Regions from separate parts of the Gossypium hirsutum genome. Here region 2 is linked to region 1. Evidence: chromatin contacts called from public Hi-C data. All regions are on one chromosome and are shown on one strand. The core of a region is the stretch at or near the end of the contact, and the rest is flanking DNA. Distances in the headings are between cores, read along the strand shown. Region 1 holds the start of LOC107910839 (nodal modulator 1). Region 2 holds the start of LOC107910689 (DUF724 domain-containing protein 2).

The links. Hi-C and Micro-C count contacts between places; a contact is called where the count stands out from the background.
Region 2: a Hi-C map of leaf shows a contact between it and region 1, with 4 times the contacts expected there. The contact joins the promoter of LOC107910689 here to the promoter of LOC107910839 in region 1. A contact is called at or near these places in 12 of 34 Hi-C or Micro-C datasets (callus, cotyledon, leaf and 2 more).

What each region holds. Positions count from the first base shown.
Region 1 is chrD08:46,906,871-46,913,246 of Gossypium_hirsutum_v2.1, reverse strand. It overlaps LOC107910839 (nodal modulator 1), which reads right to left and starts at 4,838. Exons shown (of 27, transcript XM_016838773.2): 1 at 4,564-4,838; 2 at 4,216-4,281; 3 at 4,033-4,119; 4 at 3,671-3,727; 5 at 3,502-3,566; 6 at 3,200-3,369; 7 at 2,778-2,839; 8 at 2,611-2,694; 9 at 2,239-2,398; 10 at 1,535-1,650; 11 at 799-927; 12 at 343-414; 13 at 99-194; 14 at 1-12. The coding sequence starts at 4,662. It also overlaps the pseudogene LOC107910851.
Region 2 is chrD08:47,059,428-47,065,989 of Gossypium_hirsutum_v2.1, reverse strand. It overlaps LOC107910689 (DUF724 domain-containing protein 2), which reads left to right and starts at 4,993. Exons shown (of 8, transcript XM_041098218.1): 1 at 4,993-5,567; 2 at 5,987-6,403. The coding sequence starts at 5,091. LOC107910678 (SWR1-complex protein 4) reads left to right here. Exons shown (of 17, transcript XM_016838628.2): 8 at 53-145; 9 at 279-326; 10 at 604-780; 11 at 1,069-1,179; 12 at 1,690-1,785; 13 at 3,572-3,643; 14 at 3,754-3,814; 15 at 3,897-3,940; 16 at 4,032-4,121; 17 at 4,231-4,614. The coding sequence ends at 4,115.

The DNA of each region.
Region 1 (6,376 bases), core at 3,589-6,088:
GGTCAAGGCTACCTAGGATCCGAAACATGACAATATTAAAACAAGATATGCCTTAAAAACAGTAACTGATAGAGGAAAAAAGCAATTCTTGAAGTTACCTTTGCCTTGTAACCTGAGTCAACTGTCCGTACTACACCACAAACATCGTATGAAACTGCCTTAATGTCTGAAACTGAAGCCATATTTGGCTTAACCTATAATTAAAAAAAATTAAAAAGGAACAGGTCATCCTTGGTCATCCTAATGCAGTGCAGAATCAACAAAAGTTATAACAGTTCACCAGGGTGGAAGTCATGTCACAGATTCAGGAAACGAATGTAAATTTTATATGATATGCTTTACCAAGTAATCCTTCAACTTATTGAACTTGAAATGCTCCTTTATGGCCTCTATCGTATAATGATTTGATGTAACCTAGAGCAATAACAGTGAGAAATGTTAGGGAAAAATGCGTCAAATGCCCATAATTAAATTTATCAAGTCTGTATGCAGCTACATTAAGATATTTTCTCAACACACATAACTTTAAAAAGAAAAGCAGATAAAAAACAGGGAACTCACATTAGTTGCCTTAATAGATACGAACTGTGATATGTGTCTAATTTTTTGCCACTAGTGCAAATCTGGACCAGATTCCACGGTCATACTTTTCCTAACTTAGTAACTATGATAAGCTAAAATCCTCAATTAACAGAAGATAAAAAAATGTACGGATATCCGTGATTGAAATATTCTGCAAAGAGCTAAGATACTTGGATCCAAATAAGCCCTTAATATTTGGAAAAAGTCTAGCCATACCTGATCTAGCTTGTAATAACCTTCTTTATCAGTGATAGACCTTTCTTGACCATCAACTAGAATTTTAACACCCTCCACCCCAACGTTATTTGCATCAACAACACGTCCCCCAATAGAGAAACCAGTAACCTACATTTAAATAAGAAGAAGATAATTCACTTATATATTTATATCATGAAAAAACACAAGAAACATGGCAATGCTGAATACTCAATGACAGAACTAAAGAAAATCAATGTTGATATGCTGTCAAAGAAATACTCTGCTTTGCAGAAAACAAGAAGCACAAGGACAAACTGTATTTTGTGACATAAGGAATTGCTTTGAGGCCCAGGAACAAAGAAACTGTCTCATAGAACAATATTTATGTACAATATTATACTCTGCTTTGCAGAGAACAAGAAGCACAAGGACAAACTTCATTTTGGGAGCCTTATTCTATAATGTACAATATTATACTTCCCATAAGTGGTAATCAGGATAACAATGCAAAATTTATGTTTGAGACAGATAAGAACAAGTATATATATACATACGTGGAGAAAACCAGAGGGTGCCAGGGTGGTATACTAAAAATAATTTTGACAAAACAGATTTAGAAGACAAAGATCAAGCTGTTTATCTTAGCTTAAATTTCTCTAAAAATGAAAGGAAAAGTCAGCCTAAAATCTATAATACTGGAACATATTGCTACAGAAGACAAACATTTGTGCATGTAGCAACAGAAGTATCATACCTCAAACTTTTGGGGAACTGTTACATGTTGATGCCCTACTGACACTGACACGACAGAAGGTGAGACATCAAACACTGTGTTTTCACCCTTGTAGTATGGTATGAGTTCATAAAGTCCTGTAAGTTGGTCAAAGTAGTCAACTCAGATTAAATCAAACCTTTTGTACCAATGAATGGCAGAATAAGTTCTGTTATTATCTGTTGTTAAGCTACCAGCATCTGTTCAGCTTGATACAAATATTCAATGGAAAAGATATACAATAAGCAATTTATTAGGGAGAAAAAATGCTTGATAAGAAAGACCTTAATCAGCGTGTGACCAAAAGGCTCTAAACTATAAAAATCTTCAGGGTAAGCATAAAATGGAAACTTATCTTAATAACCAAAAGCTTTCCAAATAAGCACTAAAATCCTAAAATGAACAGGAAAATAGCAACATCCATAGAAATAACAACTACCGGCAATATATCTTAAGCCTAACTCTGTGAACAGAGCAACCTTAGCTCAGTATCATTAAGCAAGTCAATCATGCCTATAATACAGACTGATTCCAAAGTTGATAACAAATTGGTACCAAATAACATTTAATGAATGATAGGCACAAATACTTTAATGATGTATCCCCTATCCAGCTGATCAGTAATCAGCCTTAAATTGGATTACAGAAGTAGAATTGAGTGGAGATGTGCATTTAGACTGGTTTACCGCAAGGAATTGATTTGAATGTGAACATCCCATCAGCATCAGAGACAGCATGACATAGAGCTTTTCTTTGTTCAGGAGCATTACCAGAACCTTGGGGACAGTCTACCTCAATGACATCATCAGAATATAAATATATATGGACTCCCAAAATGGGATTTCCCTGCCAAAACAATGACATGACTGTCAGAGGGTAGAGAAAACATATAAACTCATGCACTAATGCATTATGCACGTGTAAGGGTGAAAAGAAACAATTGCTCGAATTCTCTTTTAAATCTTTAGAGCGCAATGCTCATGCATAGACACTTAATGGTAAGATGTATCACAAGATTAATAAACAATATTGGGCTCTCAACAGTTGTTACTTAGCACCTGAGCAACCACAGAACCATGGATGTCGTACCCAGCAACAAAGAAAATGTCTTCAACAATACCGTTTTGAAATCCCAGTTCCACCTGAAATAAGTGCATTTCCAAGTGGTCGGCATATCATAGAACACAATACAAAGAAAAAATGGAGTTGAGGAAATATACAAAACCTCTGTGGAACCTTTAACTTCAATTTTCAAATCAGGATGTGAAGCATGTAATTTGTACTTTCCTGTACCATAAGAAGGATACATGAAAAGTTAAAAACAGTAAGAGAGAGGTTTCTAAATGCAAATTATTCTGGTAGGTGAAGAGTTCACATATAGTGGAACAGAGGAGTAAGTATGACCAAGTTACTCTGTACATTATTCTAGTAGATGAATTTAAATTATCTTGTTAACATCCATTCTGTAAAATTTTATGAGAACATGGTTTTTGTTTGCCTTGATTCACAAAAACCACAAACTAAATAAAAATGAACTAACAGAAAAAAAAAAAAAAAAAAAAAGAGGAAAATTAATTAACAATGAATTAAGCAACAGATGAACATAACAACACTACTTGCAAGAAAGTAACATGGCAGCATCTATACCTGGAATAATATTTTTGAACAAGTAACTTCCATCTGGCATTGTTAATTCTGAAGATATGAGATCATCATTAGGAGATAAAAGGTTCACATTCACATTTGCAGGACCACCGTTCTTAAGTGAGCAGCTCTGCCCACCAACAGCTCCCACAACCCTACCAGATAGGGTAAATCTGCAACAAATAAATATACATACGGTTATTGGCACTGACATTCAGCGCATGATAAAAGAGTGGAACACAGATTGCACATAATCTAGCTAAAATAAAAATAAACAGCTAAAGAATGCAAGCTATTAAACAAACCCTGTAAACCGGAAATTGATATCTTCATTATTGTTGCAACCATTTTCATCAATAACAACAGGAACCTACAGAATAACTTTTAGCTTTAAGCGTAGGAACACCGATATATCAAGAAAATAAAGGAAGCGTAGCCTGTATGAAAATCTATCGTAATAACAATGAACCAAACCTTGTCAGGGTCCCAAGACCATCCTTCTGGTCCACTGATTTTAATAACAAAAGAACCCTGTAAACAGAAACTATACCAATTAGTCCAACAGGGAACTACATTCTCATATACATTGTTTGAGTAAGCATGCGTAGGCACCACATACAGTATGGTTTTGAACATGCAAATAGAATTGGGAAAATACTATAAAAATGGGTTGCAAACCAGTTGATTAAAAGATTTGGATAGCATAACTACATAAATATTCTTATGCGGGCATTAGGTTGAAGTAGTTAAGCAAAACACAGCCCCCAAAATCTCAAATGTGAATTCACATAGACATAGTCAACGCCCAGAATCTAAGTGAGTATTAGCAAACTAACCTTATCATATACTGGAATGAAGTAGTATCCATTTGGAGCACACTGAGTTCTTTCCTTCACTAGCCCATCTACAGTGCGAAGCTCAACCTACAAATAAGCATTGACAGACTCCGGAAATCAGATTTTTTTTTTAAAAGGAACAGGATCCAAAAGACAAAATGAACAAAATCGCTAAGTCCGTACGGTGATGTGAGAATAATCCAACTTCATATCAGTTTCCTTCCTCGATTTAATCACAGACGAGCTCGCCTACAAAATGATCCATTCATGTTCAGTTTAAACGACGGCAATAACAATAAGAATTTCTAATAGACGGTCAAAAATGAGCATCGCATCGTAGCTGAAATCAAAGAATTCAGATCGAGAAACACACGCACACGACAAAAATCCTTCCCTACTAACAGTCGTCTTGATTTCCAAGAAACAAGAGAATAAAGATTCGAAAAATATCATTTCTCGAAACCTCCTTATCATTTCCGCATCAAAGAAATGAACAGAAAAATGAAAAGGAAGTGTTAAAGAAGTTTTTACCTCAACGAATCCGCCACAGCCGTGGACGGAATTTGCAGAAGCAGCTGAAACAGTGTAAACTAAGATCAGTAAGCAAAGTGAAGCATCTCTGATCTTCATCTTCGATTACTAAATTTAGCTGCCGTTGCTTTAGAGCCCGACGGCGACTAAAGTAAGCTCTGAAAGTTAAGGGAACGACTGGGAAAGGATCTGATATTTGTTTGGAACAAGGACCTATATAAATCACGCTTCGACACAGAGGATCTGGACATAGGCCTCAGATCAGATCTGTTTGTGAATCGGGTATGGAGTCCGCTCAAACCCAACCTTAAAGCCCTTTAAACTTAATAAGAAAATGGTGAAACTACCTATCAGATCCCTCTATTATAAATACCGGATATTTAACCTTATTTACTGTTTAAATAAGACTAAACTGTAATAGAATTATTATTTAATGTTTAAAAAATAACATGAAAATTAATTTTTCAATTTTAATTCAACTCCAAATAAAATATTTCATTTATAGAATTATAAAAGTTTTAAAGATATTAACTCTTTTAAATAGTAAATGATATTTTTAATAATTAAAAAATAAATATTAACTTTGTTAATATTTGACATTTGATTTTTATAATAGTACATGAACTAAATTGATTAATTTAATAGTAAAAGATCAATTTGATCCAGTCTCTATAAAGGAGGGACCTGCTAGGAAATTTCACCATAAGAAAATGCTAGTACTTAGCTTAGGCAGTGTTATTCTTGCTGCTATATAATTTCACTTTGCTAGTTAGATTCAAGAATTAACAGTGTTATTCTTGCAAGTACCTAATTTCACTTTGCTAGTTAGATTTATGAAATTAAAATTTCTTATAATTACACGATGTTAGATTTTTTTCGTAGTCTGAGTTCAGAAAAAACATACGAGATTCGAAAATTAAGCTTGGATAAAAAAATTTAAAAATTGTTTAATATATAAGTAAGATTTAAGCTTAAACATTAAAAGTTGGAGCTCAATTCATTTTATATTTTTGTAAACTATTTTTATTTTTTATATATTATATAATTTATATATAATAATACAATACTATGTGAATATTTAAAAATAGGTTAAATTGTTCAATTTTAAAATTTTAATAAAAAGAATAACCATTTAAAATATTAAATATGAAATTAAAAAAATTTACATCTAAAATAATAAGGGGAACACCTAAAACAGGCTTAAATTAAACATTTACAAATATATGAATGGATTTGAATAAAATTTTAAACTCATATTTCAAATCAAACCAAACTTGAGCAACATTACACACGAGGATTTAATTTTTAAATGTATTACTCAAGGCCCTCAGAATTAATCTGTTTGATCGGCTAAAGAAAGAACATAGTATTTAGTACATAATATAAAAGTGGATGGATGAGATGCAACTTACATATCACTGACATGACCTTGTAATTTTTAAGAATGATCTAAATTCGCTACATCATTGATGACCCTTTTTCCTAATGTTCATTTTCATAGCATCTTCTACATCTCTATAAATGAGGTACTTTGGAAAGTCATTGAACCAACTGGAATATCCCAGTTCGCAAAAAATACCAGACCGAAACTTACCACCAGAGATCATGGAATAGACTCAAGATTATCCTAAATGAATATAGGTTGTTAACAGCTTCAGATTACAACATTACTCTGGGCAAACCTTTACAAGCAAATCCTCGAGCTCTTTGCTGATTTCAATCGCATCATCCTCCAACCTTCGGCGCATGTCGGGAGCCACCTTACCAGCAGCAACATAAAGTCTTAGCAACTGATGGTACACCTCGGAATCAA
Region 2 (6,562 bases), core at 3,744-6,243, 150 kb before region 1:
GTCTATAATATCGCTCTAGAAAATTATTTAATATATATTGTTCTGGGTATAGGAACCCTACAATGTTACTCAAGAGACTGAACGCAAGCGTGCTTTATCAATGGTCCTTTCTCAAACAAAGCACCAAGAGCGGAAAGATGCTGAGGTGCATATTTTTTTCCTTTGGCCCTTATATTACTGCCATTTATTATGTGATCTTCAACATCATTTATTTGCGTGTAGGCTTGTTGGTTGAATATGTAGAATTCTTCACTGGTCTATGGTTTTTTTTTCTTCAGGTTCTTGCTGAAGCAAAAAGAATAGCCGAGTCACGTATGGCGGCACGGGTATGTATCAGCTGGACAAGCTGCTATTGTGGCAGTTGCAGTTTCTCTTTCTGGACTTTAAATATGATATCTGTTAATGCCACTTGAATTTTCAATTAAAGTCTAAAGGCATAAACATTTTCAACTTGATTTGATAGTCACATGATATTGTATGCTTGAGTTGGAATTCAGTTAAAAATCATAGGGGTGTGTGTGTTTTCATGTATTTGCTTATCTGATTGCCACTGGATTTTCTACAATCTAGAATAATATAGCTTTCTATGTATATACTGTCCAGGCTGCTGAAGAACCTGATTTGCCTGTCCCCTCAGATGTTGGTCTTGAAAGTGCTGAGGGGGCTGTTGGACCTGGAGATACTATATCTCCGTCCAATGTTCAAGCACCTGCTGCAGCGATTGCACCTTCTACCTCAGTAATAGCTGATAATGCCTCAACTCTTGCTTCCTTGCGTATGGTATGTGCGGCATCTGTTCTTCAGTTTTCTCTTCTCTCATTCTCTTTCCATCAATGAATAAAACATAATTGGAAATGATTGCTTCTGTCATCAGTAAAATGTGTTTAATTCGACTTACTAAATGTGCACCCCTATAATATTTTTATGGTCGAATTAGTACCTAAGGCAAGTTACTTCTTGGAAGTTTGATGGAAGAAGGTTTGTGTGTGTCTATGTTTTCTAAAGTTTGTTACTTGATATTTTTGCTCTTGTAAAAAAGTTCTTTGACTGTTGTGATATAATTTTCAGCTTCGGGTATATTTGAGAACTTATGCACTTGAGCAAATGGTCCAAGCTGCAAGCTCCTCTGCTGGACTTCGGACCATCAAGCGGGTTGAGCAAACCTTACAAGATCTTGGGGTTTGTCTATGCTCCCTGAAATTTTAATTATGCACAGATAGATTCTTATATCACTTGTTGGTGGATGATGTTGAATTATATGCATGATGACCAGACTGGAAAACTCTTTCTAATGGTTACTTCATTTCTTAAACTTATTCTAATTCAGTTTTTTTGGTTGCAATTTCTACACATGAAGATTCCTCTCTCTGAGGGTTTCTCACTGGATTTCATTTGTGAGCCTATTCAATCTATGATTTCTCAAATTATAAGGTCTTTTATGTTTCTAGATGAAATTGGTCTTATTGGAGATGATGTAGAGGTTCAGTAAAATAGATTTTTTGTCATTGTTAGATAGCCTGTTTTATTACTTTTAATAATTATTGCCGGTTTGTGCCAAAGTAAATCCTTTGCTCTGTATTTGTTGTCATTTGCTTGTAACTCTATTCTTAATCTTTTAAGCATTCTTCATTATTCTTGTTCTTTGTCTTCCTGAAACTGGGTATATAAGTTTTGTATTTATCTTTACAGGTTAATTTAAAGCCAAAGGTTCCAACAAAGGCCGTTTGTGCTGAGCATCTTGAATTAAGAAAAGAAATTCTAACGTTGCTAAATCTCCAGAAACAGGTATTTTACATTCATGTCTCAAAATTATCTGTAGAATGATCGTCTTCTTTGGGCCCTTTTTTTAATAATAACTTAATCCTTTAGGGCCCGTTTGGTTTGCTTGAAACTGGTTTGATAGCTCATTTTTACGGAACTATCACATGAGTTTCAAATAACAAGGCATTTGGTAGTCTTGATAAATAACAAGGTCACATGACTTTTTACTTAGATGGGTGATAACTTTCACCTATGTGAATGTATACTTTAAATATCACTCGTCTTTTACTCAACTTCAACTATTTTTGTTCCAATTTTATTCTCACCCAACAACCACACATTTCAAGTACAGCAGTTCACGAGTCAAGTGACCCACCAGACTTGGTCAGCCCAGCGCCCCGGGTCGTCATTTCTTGTCCTTGGGCTGACCTGACTCAGCCTGAATTTAAATTAAATGATTTTTAAAAATATTTTTATTTAAATTTAATATAAAATATATAAATGTTAATAAAAATATATATTTTATTATTTTATCAATTTCAAACGGTAATATTTTATTATTTTATATATTTAATATAAAATTATACAATTATATAGATATTATATTTTATTATATTAATATTAAAAGTATACATTTTAATAATATTTTAATATTTATATTAATATATTAATATTAATATAAAATTATATAATTTAATATATTTTTATTTATATGTTTATATATAAATATATATTTTTATTATTTTAAAAAAAGTAATAATATTAGTATATTGTTTTCAAACAACAATACTTTTATTTTATTATCTTAATATTAATATAAAATTAAATATTATAATATTTTTTTATTTTAGTATTTTATTATATTTTAATATAAATATTTTTTTAAATAGTTTTATTATATTTTATTTTAAATTATATAAAAAAATAAAGATGTTAAGGGTAAGATGGTACATTAACAAAGAATACTTATGTTTTAACTCAGCAAATACATGATAAGAAGAGTAATATGTATCACAATTTTCAACAACCAAACACCTTGATGTTGTAACATCTATCTTTTATTCATCATTTTGAAACTTGAGTGTTACTTAACACTCCTCCTTTATATCAAGTCCTACCATTCATGTTAAGATCTGTAGTTAAACAATTCCTGCAAAATTATTGTACAACTTCGTTAAAATAGTTCTCATCTCCAATTCCTTTTACTGAATTTATTATTTATGAAAAAAAAAAAGAGAATGAACTTAGTCATGGTATTTCTCATTTTCGTCGAGTCCAAGATATTATATTTTCTTTTCTGATAGGGATCTGAAAAATTATATCATTTATTGTGCTTGTACCAATTAGGCCAAGGTGTTGAAACTGTGGGGTTCCGGATTTAGACTTTGCTTGGTAGAGTGGAAAGAAAATGAAAAAGATGGAAAATTGAAGTGGTAGAAAAATAGAAAGATGGAAAATATGAAATTTCTTTCTATTCATTGCTTGGTAAAGTTGAAAAATGAAAGGAAAAAATGCATAATTTTGAACTAAAATACACATCTCATTTTCTCTCCTCTCATCTTTCCAATTTGGAAGTATTGATTTTTATGCATTAGGATGAAAAATGGTCATCTTTTCTATTTTTTTCCTCACTTTTCTTCCCTACCAAGCACACTTAAAATTTATTTTCTTTCCATTTTTCTAGTCCCTCGTCTTTTCCACCTAACCAAGCACATCTTTAGAGTTAGATCTAAATTATGAATTATGCTTGATTAATTGTGTTCAGAAGTTTAGCCAAGGCATTAAAAGAAGTTTTGTGTCTTTTTAACAGTTGCAATACAAGGAGGCAGAAGGTTCATCTTTCCGTGATGGTTCCTATGGTGATATGCCAGGCACTGCAAAGGTTGAAAAATCTAAGTCTCTGAATCATTTTAATCTCATAGTTTTACAGATGTGTGATTATGTCAATGGTTCAAATCATTGAAACTTTGTGGGGTTCTGTCAATTGAGCAGCGATCACAACGTGCTGCTGATCAGGACCGCACATTTGTCCCCGACACCATTAGTTTTGGAGGTAATATATATCTCATTTTCCTTTAATATTTTTATCTGAGACGGGCGAGTTTAATGGTTTTGATCATTTTCATATCTGATAGTAATTCCAGGTGATAGGGTTGTCAAAAGGGAGCAAAAACGAAAGGTATCTATATTATTTTCTTGCCTTAATATGTCCTTTTGTCTCTTAAAGTTTTGGAACTTATCAGGTCTTATGATCTGTATATGTATTGTAGGGACCTGGGAGAACATCTGAGACTCCATCGTCACCAGCGGGAGCTCATAAAAGACCAAGAAAGATGAAAGCTTCTGATCTATAAAAAAGGGTGAGCTAGCAAATTGACATCACCCCGTATAAACAAAATGATGATATTGCTTTTTTCTTATTTGCCCAAATTCTCATCAGCCTGTTTTTGATTCATTGCAAGATTTCAGGGTCATTGCCAACCCCATTGTTACTCTACCATTGGTCATTGGAAGCAGATGAACAAGTTCCATAGTTTTGACTACCAAGTTCTCTCTCTCTCTCTCTCTCTCGCTTTTTTTTTTCTAACCCTTTGACCTGGCTTTGTAAGTTTGTGTAGTCAAGTAGGAAAAAGACAACATCTTTTTGAATGAATATGCATAAAGCATCAGGATCCAAAAACACCAACACGTATTTTTCACCCATTTTGCTTAGCTGAGAGAGTTGGGTATTTTATTTTGTAAATGTTCATATTTCTATCCAGGAGCTACCTAGATATTCTGTCGTGGTAATTAATTTTTAATTTCTTTTCAAAAAAATTACATGCAATTAAAACAAGTCCTTTTAAGTGTTTATTTATTTATTTATATGATTCATGTGTTTTTTCAACCGAACATGTGGTGATTGAAATATAGAAGTCTGAATGTGTTAGTCCAGTTGTGACATAATCGTCATAAGCAAAACAAAAGAAAACAAATTATTTACTATGTTTTGTGAATAAATACAATATCATATAAATAATAAACATTACTAACTATAAATGAACAAGGAAAATTTGGAAACAAGGCATTTGTCTTGGTTGGAGTTGCAGCATATAATTGTAAAATTCAATTCTTTAATTTTTTATACTGATAGAGAACTTCAAGAAAGAAAAAGAAAAAGAAAAAGAAAAAGAGGCCAATAGCATTTAGCTTTAGCCGATTGACTGAAATGCGAAGTGCAGAGTCCAAATAAAAATAGATAAAAAAAGAAAAAAAGAAAAAAAACTCTTAGAATTTTCTGCTAGAAAGATTCCACACCACATACCCTAACTCTCTCAGTTTCACCAAGCATGGTGAATTCTCCTGCTGAAAATGACCCACTTCAACAACAACAGCCTTTAAGCAAGGGAGCCCCAGTCGAGGTCAGCAGTGACGAGGAAGGCTTTCGAGGGGCTTGGTACTTGGCCACTATCCTCGAAATGCCTCCCAAATCCGCTTCCAAGAAACGAAAGAAGGCATTTGTTCGCTACAAGACTTTACTCGCTGACGATGGTAAGTCCCCTTTGACTGAGCATGTCGACCCCGGTTATATTCGCCCTTTGCCGCCTAATGAGAAGGGAAATGCTCAGTCCGGGTTCGAAGTGAACGACGTCGTTGATGCGAGGTACAGAGATGGTTGGTGGACTGGCGTTGTGAGGAAGGTTTTGGCGAAGTCGAAATATAGGGTTTACTTTGATAATCCTCCTGATGTCATTGAGTTTGATAGGAAAGATTTAAGGGTTCATTGGGATTGGATCGATGGCAACTGGGTTCGCCCTGAAAAGCAGGTATGGGTGAAGTGTTCATTCTTTTTAATTTTTCAGTTTTTTTATCTGGAAATTTGGGGGGGGGGGTTTATTTTGGAGTTGAGAGCCGAACTTTTTTAGGAATAAGTTTTTTCCCGGTATTGAACTTGCGAATCTCACTGCATGTAGCTTTTTACACTGAAAATTTGCTATTTAAGTCGTGCTTTCATGATTGCTTCTAAAATTAGAGCCTTTCTAGTGCTTAATTAATTGGTGTAAATAATGAACTCGATCGATATGTTTCACCTTCAGTGCTTTCTTTGTTCAAGTTCTGCTAATTTTCATTGCATTTTGGTCTGGGAGTCATGTAAATTTAGTTTGATATTTACGAAACTTTCATCTGTGGAAACCTGATTGACTTTTGGTATGGTATCGTGTGAGTGATTTTTTTTTTTTTAAAGCAATCAACAGGCTCCGTTTTTAGCTCTGGGACAGCAGTGGAGGTAAATGTTGATGATGAAAGCCTACGTGATGTTTGGTTCCCTGCAATAGTCGTAAAAGAAAATGAGGATAAGACTTTCCTGGTGAAGTATCAGAACTCTAAGAATGATGATGAGGCTGGGACTGCAAAAGTTGTTGTAGATTCCCTCCATATCAGACCCACTCCTCCTCGATATGCAGATAGGAATTATGAATTGCTGGAAAGAGTGGATACAACATATAATTTTGGTTGGCGCACTGGAGTAATTACCAAAGTTCTTACTGGAAGAAGGTACAATGTCTTCTTTAAGCATGGAAATGAGGACAAGGAACTCTCTCACTCTGATATAAGGCCTAACGTTGAATGGACGGATGGAAACTGGATTAGTAAATCCAAGGTATCTCTCCTACTTCTTCTTTTTGGGATATAAATTTCTTTTGTTACCCCATTATTTTCCCATTTTAAAATTTAATGAGCTGTTAATGTTGTGTTTGTGGTACTGAACATGGGTCTAGCATACCATTTAATTATCTTAAAAGGAGAAGGAAATAAATAT